Regions from separate parts of the Zea mays genome. Here regions 1 and 2 are each linked to region 3. A link is a contact called in public Hi-C data. All regions are on one chromosome and are shown on one strand. Each heading gives the region's core, a stretch centred on a gene start, on an enhancer-like site or on the middle of the called end of the contact. The rest is flanking DNA. Distances are from core to core; before and after follow the strand shown. Region 1 has its middle 51 kb from the start of LOC100278967. Region 2 holds the start of LOC103637721. Region 3 holds the start of LOC100276359.

Evidence for each region. Hi-C and Micro-C count contacts between places; a contact is called where the count stands out from the background.
Region 1: a contact with region 3 is called in a Hi-C map of bundle sheath, with 2.2 times the contacts expected there. The contact joins the enhancer-like site here to the promoter of LOC100276359 in region 3. A contact is called at or near these places in 5 of 25 Hi-C or Micro-C datasets (bundle sheath, endosperm, leaf and 2 more).
Region 2: a contact with region 3 is called in a Hi-C map of tassel, with 4 times the contacts expected there. The contact joins the promoter of LOC103637721 here to the promoter of LOC100276359 in region 3. A contact is called at or near these places in 13 of 25 Hi-C or Micro-C datasets (bundle sheath, ear, endosperm and 4 more).

Annotation. Positions count from the first base shown.
Region 1 is chr1:104,066,233-104,068,932 of Zm-B73-REFERENCE-NAM-5.0, reverse strand. No RefSeq gene overlaps it. Among protein-coding and RNA genes, the nearest start is that of LOC100278967, 51 kb to the left of the region's middle. Within about 2 kb of position 1,387, at least 19 of the 20 cell types and tissues checked have an H3K27ac peak or open chromatin away from gene starts, as enhancers often do. A contact at or near this core is called in bundle sheath, leaf, leaf mesophyll and 1 more, where this site is marked.
Region 2 is chr1:104,121,089-104,123,788 of Zm-B73-REFERENCE-NAM-5.0, reverse strand. LOC103637721 reads right to left here and starts at 1,337. Exons shown (of 2, transcript XM_020547163.2): 1 at 1,052-1,337; 2 at 1-974. The coding sequence starts at 1,293. It also overlaps a transcript of LOC100278967 not described here.
Region 3 is chr1:104,261,277-104,263,976 of Zm-B73-REFERENCE-NAM-5.0, reverse strand. LOC100276359 reads right to left here and starts at 1,397. Exons shown (of 3, transcript NM_001363293.1): 1 at 887-1,397; 2 at 116-422; 3 at 1-18. The coding sequence starts at 918.

The DNA of each region.
Region 1 (2,700 bases), core at 138-2,637, 200 kb after region 3:
TTATGATTAATAAGAACATGATTGGGTAAAAGGAAGTGATCAAGGGCACAACTTGCCTGGGACTTGAGATTCCAGGTACCAGGATGAGCTTTAGATGACTCGCAACCTCGCTGCTCGTCGTAGCAATACAGACAAACAGTGTATAGGCAAAATTAACATCACACCAAACATAAGAACAAACTACATAAGAATATTCTACACGTCTTAACGAGACCCTAGGTTTGAGAACCACTAAATTCGGAGTTACGGTTATCGAGTTACGATTTTCCGAAAATATTAAATGTCTGGTATAGAATAAATCAAGTGGATAATTTTGATATAGGTTTCATGACTAAACAGAGTTACTAGATGATAGACAACATTGAAACAAAATTAATGCAACTGAAACGGATTAAAAAGGAGTTACAATGGAATTTCTATGAATTAAATAAGTTCTAGATATATTTTTATGCACAAAAACCATTTTCTATATCATTTCCATTAATTTCCTAAGCTTCTAAACTGTGCACACAATAACCAGGGAGTTTGGGGGTCAATTTGTAAATTTAGGGTACAACTGCAATTACTATGTGCTTTCCGTGGACGGCGGGTTAATTTTGTAAAACCCCAGGGTCTCTTTAGCATAATAGGCGACCGAAGGGGGGTACGAAGCTGGCTGGACCATCCGATCTACCACAACGGCCCAGAATTAAAACACCTAGATCTAATCTCGGGCGTTCATGAGAGATCTACGGTTCATATTAAAGTTCCCCCACCAGTTCATGGATTTACTCCTAAACGACCATCTAACATCCAACGGTCCAGGGCGGATGAACGAAGTGGTATACCTGCGCCTAATCCGAGTCATACGACTTTGATCCAACGGCTCCAGTGCTTCTTCCTCCTACCGGCCAGACCCGACGGCGCCCGAGCCCACGGCAGCGGCGCCATGGATGGCAAGGCCCCATGGAGTCTCCGATTTCCCAGGCTCAACGTCTACTAAAGCTACCCCACGCGAAGGACAAAACAAATACATCTAGGGACACATTACCTGATTTTAAGGCACCCACCATCCTCGCCCACGCACTCGACAGTACCGCGGCGCAACAACATGCCCTCCCTGAGCTTCGTTCTTCAACTCCTCATCTAATTCCATGAACTAGGGCAACCGGGGAGGAGTATATATAAGGCAGGGTGCCGAGCGCAGGGGCAGAATAGGGCTCGGCCCAGGTTGTTGGGCATGCCCGATGCGCGCGCGAGTCTGTTACGAAGTTCCTTGTCGTGGAATCGCCGCGAGCGTGGTGAGGAAGACCGACCCGACAACTAGGCCCCACGTCACAGTGGTACACACGCGCGCGCAGCCGTGGAGAGACCGGCATGTGGGCCCGCACGCAAGTGGCTCTGTATGAGAAAAGGGAAGGGAAAGAGAAATGACAGGTAGGGCCCACCTGGCACAGGCAGTAATTCCATAGGTGCACAGGTGACGCGTTGGGCTGGCGGGTGAGGTAGAATTGGGCCGGAAGCATGAAATTCGGCCCAAAGCGCCAGGAGTTCATTTTTCTTTTATTCCTTTTCAGATTTCATTTTCTATTTTTATTTTCCATTCCAAATTCAAATTTGTAATTCAAACTTAGGGTCAAAGTTATCATGCACAATCAAAATATCCAGCATGATGCAAAGTTTTCTTTTGCTTCTTTATTTATTACTTACTTTAATAAATGCCTCTAAGTATAGCATTGATGAAAGGAGTATTCACTCAAATAAATATGCAAACCTCCTATTATTTATTTTTATGAGTTTCAAATTATGTTTAAAATTTTAAATATCCAGTTTTGATTTGAGTCATCTAAATTTAATACTATCCTTATGTATCAATACTCATTTAAATAAATGCTTATAATGTTTAATTTTTTAACGAAATGAATAATTATTTAGTTGGATAGAAAACCTTTCTTTATTCATTCTTTGTTTCGCAATTTCAGTCCTCAAAATCCAAATCTGAAGTATAAATTAGAGATATCTCACTTTACTATTTTATTTATTTATTTATTTATTAATTATTATTATTATTATTATTATTCCCTTATACAAATTTTGGGCTTTACATCCATCCCCACTCGCTCAGGCTTCTCGTCACCCCTCTCCATCGCTGGGACGTGTCGGTAGTGGACCTGGAGCCGCTGACACGGCCTGCAGCTACGAAGGAGAGAGGTAAGAGGAAGATCTGTTGTCGTTGTCTGTTCTCCGATTGTTGTTGCCTATTCTCTAATATTTTCTCCACCCGGCGAGCGGCAAGCCACACACGTCAGTGTTGGAGCCTAAACTAAGTCACATCCCAGTCACCCAGAGGCACGTGGGCATGAGCCATGAGCGGAGGTGCTCCTCTTCCCTCGGCCGACCCCTTTGCACACTTTGCAATTCTTGCTAAACTAGAGCCACGCTGTTTGGACCACTATAGATATTTTCTAAGCTTCCATTATTTCGACATAGTTTGGGTCAAATGCTAAAAGATTATATCTGATTAGGGTCTTTTAATTTTAAGATTTATTGTAAGTCGTGTTCGTCAAATATTTTGAAATGGGAAAGCAGTTCTGTTCAATAATATTTATCTTAGCAGTTCAGTTTTTATATGGCTTTCTTTCATGCTACTGGCTACATATGTACCCTACACTTGCAGACTTGAGGTGGTCTACTTGCAGACTTGCAGTTTTTTGTTCTTAA
Region 2 (2,700 bases), core at 88-2,587, 140 kb after region 3:
GATCGTTTGGTAACTCTGAGCGGATATGATTGTTCAGCCACTCGTTGCGGACCTCAGGAGTATTGTTACACGGCTCTGGTGGCCCAGAGGGGCCAATGAAGTCCACATTAGCTGCACCATCTCCTTCGTCCTCGACAATCATGTTGTGCATAATAATGCAAGCAGTCATCATGTCTGCAAGGTGATTACGATCCCAACCATAAGCGGGTCCACGTAGAACAGCCCACCTTGCCTGCAAAACTCCAAATGCTCGCTCAATGTCTTTTCGACAACTCTCTTGCTTGGTTGTAAAGTGAACCTTTTTTTCCTCAAATGCGTGGCGAATAGCTTTTACAAAGGTAGGCCAATTTGGATATATGCCATCTGCTAAGTAGTATCCGAAATTGTAAGTGGTCCCATTAATAGTGAAGTGCACTGGTGGCATCGTCCCGTTACGTAACGGATCAAACACAGGTGACCGATGAAGCACGTTGAGATCATTGTTCGTACCAGGCATTCCAAAGAAGGCATGCCAAATCCACAAATCGTACCCTGCGACTGCCTCTAGTATCATTGTTGGCCTCGAATTGCGCCCACAAAACTGTCCGCGCCATGCAGTAGGACAGTTGCGCCATTCCCAATGCATACAATCAATAGAGCCAAGCATACCCGGAAACCCCCTGTCGGCGTTTACACGTAGTATGCGAGCAATGTCGTCGTGGTTAGGGATACGAAGGTATCGTTCGCTAAAGCAAGAGATGATTGCGCGACAAAAACGGATAAGGCAGTCTCTAGCGGTAGTCTGTCCAATCTGTATGTACTCATCTACCGCATCGGTTGGTAACCCATACGCAAGGATACGCAATGCAGCACAAACCTTTTGCAATGGACCAAGCCCTGCTAAACCGGTTGCATCAGAACGAATAGTGAAGTATTCGTCTTCTCGCTGAACGGCACGAAGGATACGTAGGAACAAAGGACGATGCATCCGAAACCTGTGCACGATAATAAAGCAAAAAATTAACAAAACAAACCTAGAAATGAAAGTAAAATCATAACTTACGAAATGTACCTTCGACGAAATACATGTGATGGATACACAGGATTAGGTCCGAAGTAGTGATGTTTGATGAGATTTTCTCCAGCAGCGTGGTCCCTATGGATAACTCGGCGAGGCAATGAGGAGCGCCTACGCCGCGTGCTCGTGTCTCCTACTACAAGGTGCTCAACATGTTGGGCAAGCAACAAGGTATCGATCTCATCGTCGGAATCGTCGGATGACGACGAGAACACAAGGCTTTTCAATGACTCCATGACGACCTAAACTACGAGTCGTACTACGGACTTCTTAAGGAATGGCGGATGATATAGAAGAGGTGAGTGTGTAGATGAATGGAGCATGTGCCCAGGGGTACCTTATTTATAGGTGCCCTAGGTGTGTGAAGGAAGCCAGACGGTCGTGGCTTCCGGTAGAAGCCAGTCGTGTCGTGGAAGCCAGTCGTGTCGTGGACTAGAAGAATGAAAATTTGTATTTCTAAAAAACATAAATTCGGACCGTATTTATACTAACGTATGAATAGTAATTATTAAGGTCGCTAATTACATGTGGACCAAAATTCGCCGGTGTACTAAGCAATTAATAAATAATAACAATTTAAAGATTTCATGGTAGTTGAGTTAGTTGATGATGAAAATATATAATATTGGTGTGGTGGGGTATAGAGGATTGTTATAGGGGGAACCGCTGTAGAGCGTGGATATATAGGGGGAGAGAGATTGCTGACGTGGCACGTGAGTGGGATATAGGGGGACAAATTTAGGGGAACCGCTGAAGACAGTCTCAGGTCGAGATCGAAACCGACTCCGCTTCCGCCTTCCCCGCCGTTGGGGTTCATCAGCAGTTCGCAGGGTAAAGAAAGGGCGGCCGCGATGTGGGTGGAAATCCTGTGCGGCCTGGTGGTCTACAAGATCATCCAACGCGTCTTCTTCGCCGGCGGCGACGACGCTTCCTACCTCGCCGACCTCGACTCCTCCCACTCCGATCTCTGCTTCGCCGTCGCCTCCAGGTTCCACTCCTTCCCCCACTCTGACTCTTTATGGACAAGAGAAACCCACCCTACTGACCCCACCGTCGGTTCCGATTCCCCCTTCCAGGCTCGAGAAGCTCTACGCCGGTCGATGCTTCGTCGGTCTCCGCATCCCCGACCCCGACGCCGGCGAGCGCCAGCATATCGACGTTGTCCTCGTTACCAAGAGGTCAGTCTGTCCTGCCACTTCGCAATTTCCAACCTCGTCAGCTAGAATGTTTTTTTGTTCCTTTTAAGAAATTATCAGGAGCGAAGATATGTGCAGCTATCAATTGGGTATACTGCCTTGAGATTACAGAGATAATGCATTGCAGAACGATGATGTTAGTGCCAAAAAATTGTAGGGTGCCTGATCTATTAGTCCTTTTGTTTTTCTCAAGTGCCCAATCTCACTCTTTTTTTGAGCGATAACGGCAGGAGCTGTACCTTTCAATTAAGAAGAATGGAAATGACCCAACTTTAACTTTTTAAGGAAAACGCCCAAAACCTACACAGAGTGCACAAACAACAAACAGAAACAACCTAGACATCGGCATCCACACACACAAAACCCATCCAAAGTCACCATTGCCGAGCTCAACACAAGGGATGGGCAACTCCGACTCCGCAAGACGGGCCGCACATGGCCAAGGAA
Region 3 (2,700 bases), core at 148-2,647:
CTCCCTCCGGAGATGCTTCTGCGATCCCAGCGAGAAAACCATAGCGATCAGGCAACAGGCATAGGAGTGCGTCAAGAACCGACACGATGGTTGCCGTTGGGTGCGGTATACTTACTTCAGGAGTCGTGCCGATCTTGGGCACCCGGCGCTCGACGACGGGCTTGGTGTCCCCGGATCTCGGGGAGCGGTCGAACGAGAGGCGGGGCTTCTGCGCGGCGGCCGACGGCGGCGAGTTGGGCTCGGACTTGAAGGGGCCCGCGCCGTTGCTGCGGGAGCGCGGCGTGGATGGCGTGCCGACGCTGCTCCTCCTGGTGCCGCCCGGGGTGGAGGGGCGGTGGTTGGAGGACGGCGTGGAGGGGCGGTGGTTGGAGGATGGCGTGCTCGGCCTGCCCCTGCTGACGGGGGACTCGTTCGGCCCAGATCTGCCAATGGCGACATCCATCGCCGTTAATTAAAAATCAAAAATCTATTTTTTTCTCTGTCGCCGAATCGAGTGCAAACTGCAAACTAGTGGAGTGGCACGAAGCCACAGGGTTGAACGCAGGCAGGTTCAGATTTTTCTTGTTGGAAATCGATCAAATGAAACCGTAACGGCCACGATCGGAATTCGAGGATTTGCAGAGATGAAACGGCATCTGAAGAAAGGCACATTGGCGTGTGGCGGAAATCACACGAGCCAGTAGCCCAGTATACACATATTTGACAAGGAGGCAACTACGGCAGCAAGAGCGACAGGCGGCTCTAACTGGATTACTGGATACTAGATCTGTCATTCAAGAAAGAAGAGAAAACCGACAGGCGGAACAAGAGCGCGAGCAAATAAATAAATAAAAGAGAGAGAAAACGCAAGAGTCCGGGAGCAGGGGAGGGGGCGAAAGTAAGTCACCTCGATCTGGAGGACGGCAGCATTGTGGACATGTGATGGTGTGAGGCCGGGGCAAGGAGAGTGCCCGGCCGAGTGGAGAAGAAGAGAGTGGGGGTGGGCCGGTGGGAGGCGGAGGGGGAGGAAGGGTAGGAGGGGAGGCAGGCAGGGTGCAAAAAGGCTGCAAAGGCAAAAGGCAAAGGCGGCCGAAGAGGGGAGGAGGGGGGTTGCCAGGCCAGACCAGACCAGACGAGCAGCGCAGACAGGCAGATCAGATGCGGAGGGAAGGAAGAGAAAGGGCAGGACCACGTCCGTCGTCGCCGACGGCTACGAAACTCCGGTCCTCCCCCCACAATTTCCAACTCCGTTCCCGCTCTGCAGTGCACGTCAACAACTACTCCTGCGTACTGGCAATAGGCAGATCGTTGCTTCTGCGTCTTACTAGTAATTACTCATACTAATCACGAGGAACCAGTACTAGTAGCTGCTGCTGCTGCTACTAGAACTAGAATTAAGTGTCCTCTTTGGAGCTGGGAGGTGAGATCGGTGGTACGCCACCAGCACCGCCACCTACTGATTGCAGAGCAGCGCTGCAAAATTATGGACGCCACCGTGGCTTGCACATGCTTCCTATCTCGCCAACCGTATCGGCAGTTCAGTCTCTGCGGTGTTCTCGATACTGCACCCAATCACCAGCCATTTATGGTCCTATCTGCTACTAAAAATTAAACTGATGTTATTTGCTATCGCTAGCACGATACAAGCCTTGGCTTCGGTGTACTCCATGTACAATATAAATAAAATACATACCAAGATACTAGCAGTTGTAACCTCATCGATAATTCTGGTGTGCATGCGTGGAGCGGATCGAGAAAAGATTTTATACAGTCGATTAAACTTATATAATAAATAGATAAAATTTATAATATTTAATATGTATGATTAGATTCTTCATTAATATTATTTTATAGTATACATATTTAATATTATAATATTTTGTATTTTCTCTATAATTTTAATTAACTTTGAGATGTTTTAACTCTTGGAATGACTTACGTCGAGGCGGCTGGGTGGGCTCGAGCCCGATAGCATATAAGTAGGAGAGAGTAAGGTAGAGGAAGAAAAAAGAGAAGAAAGAGAGGGAGGGAGAAGCAAGAAGGGAGAGGATGGAAGAACAAGGTGAAGAGAAAACGAGAAAATTATGTGGAAAAAAGAAGATAGTTAGCTTCTTCTAGCCTCCCTTGTCATGGATCCTAGATCCGCCACTACATACGGAGAAGGTATATATCCTCGACTGTCACAAGGCGCGTGCAAGAATTCCGACTCAAGAGACTGACTTTAGGACCACTGTAACAGGACAATTGATCATATATCTCCAAGTACAAGGAGCCACCCTTGGCCTGTCTAGGAATAAAGCCCAACACCAGTTGATATGTTATAAAAGTATTCGGATAAAATAATCACTCAGAGCTGCTAGAAGGCATGACAGTCATCCATGCTAGGACGCTCTAGGGCCCAAGGGTCCCTAGTGCTCTAGGCCCTTGAGTAAAATATCCTAAGTCCCTAGGGGCACACCATGCCCAAGAGCACTAACAAGAGGTCAAGTCATCGAGGCTCCTCATGCCTCGAGGCATTCATGAGACTAAGTTGTCGAGCCACCTCATGCCCCGGGGTGATTGTGAGATAGTCCTATTGCCATTTCGTGCCTTAAGACACTTATGAGTATGTCCTTGGGGCCCTCAGGTCCCAAGGTGAAGGACCGGATAGGCGATCAGAGGGGATGCATAAGAGCCACTAAAAATCTTTTCTCAAGAACAGCATCGTGACCTTGATCTCAA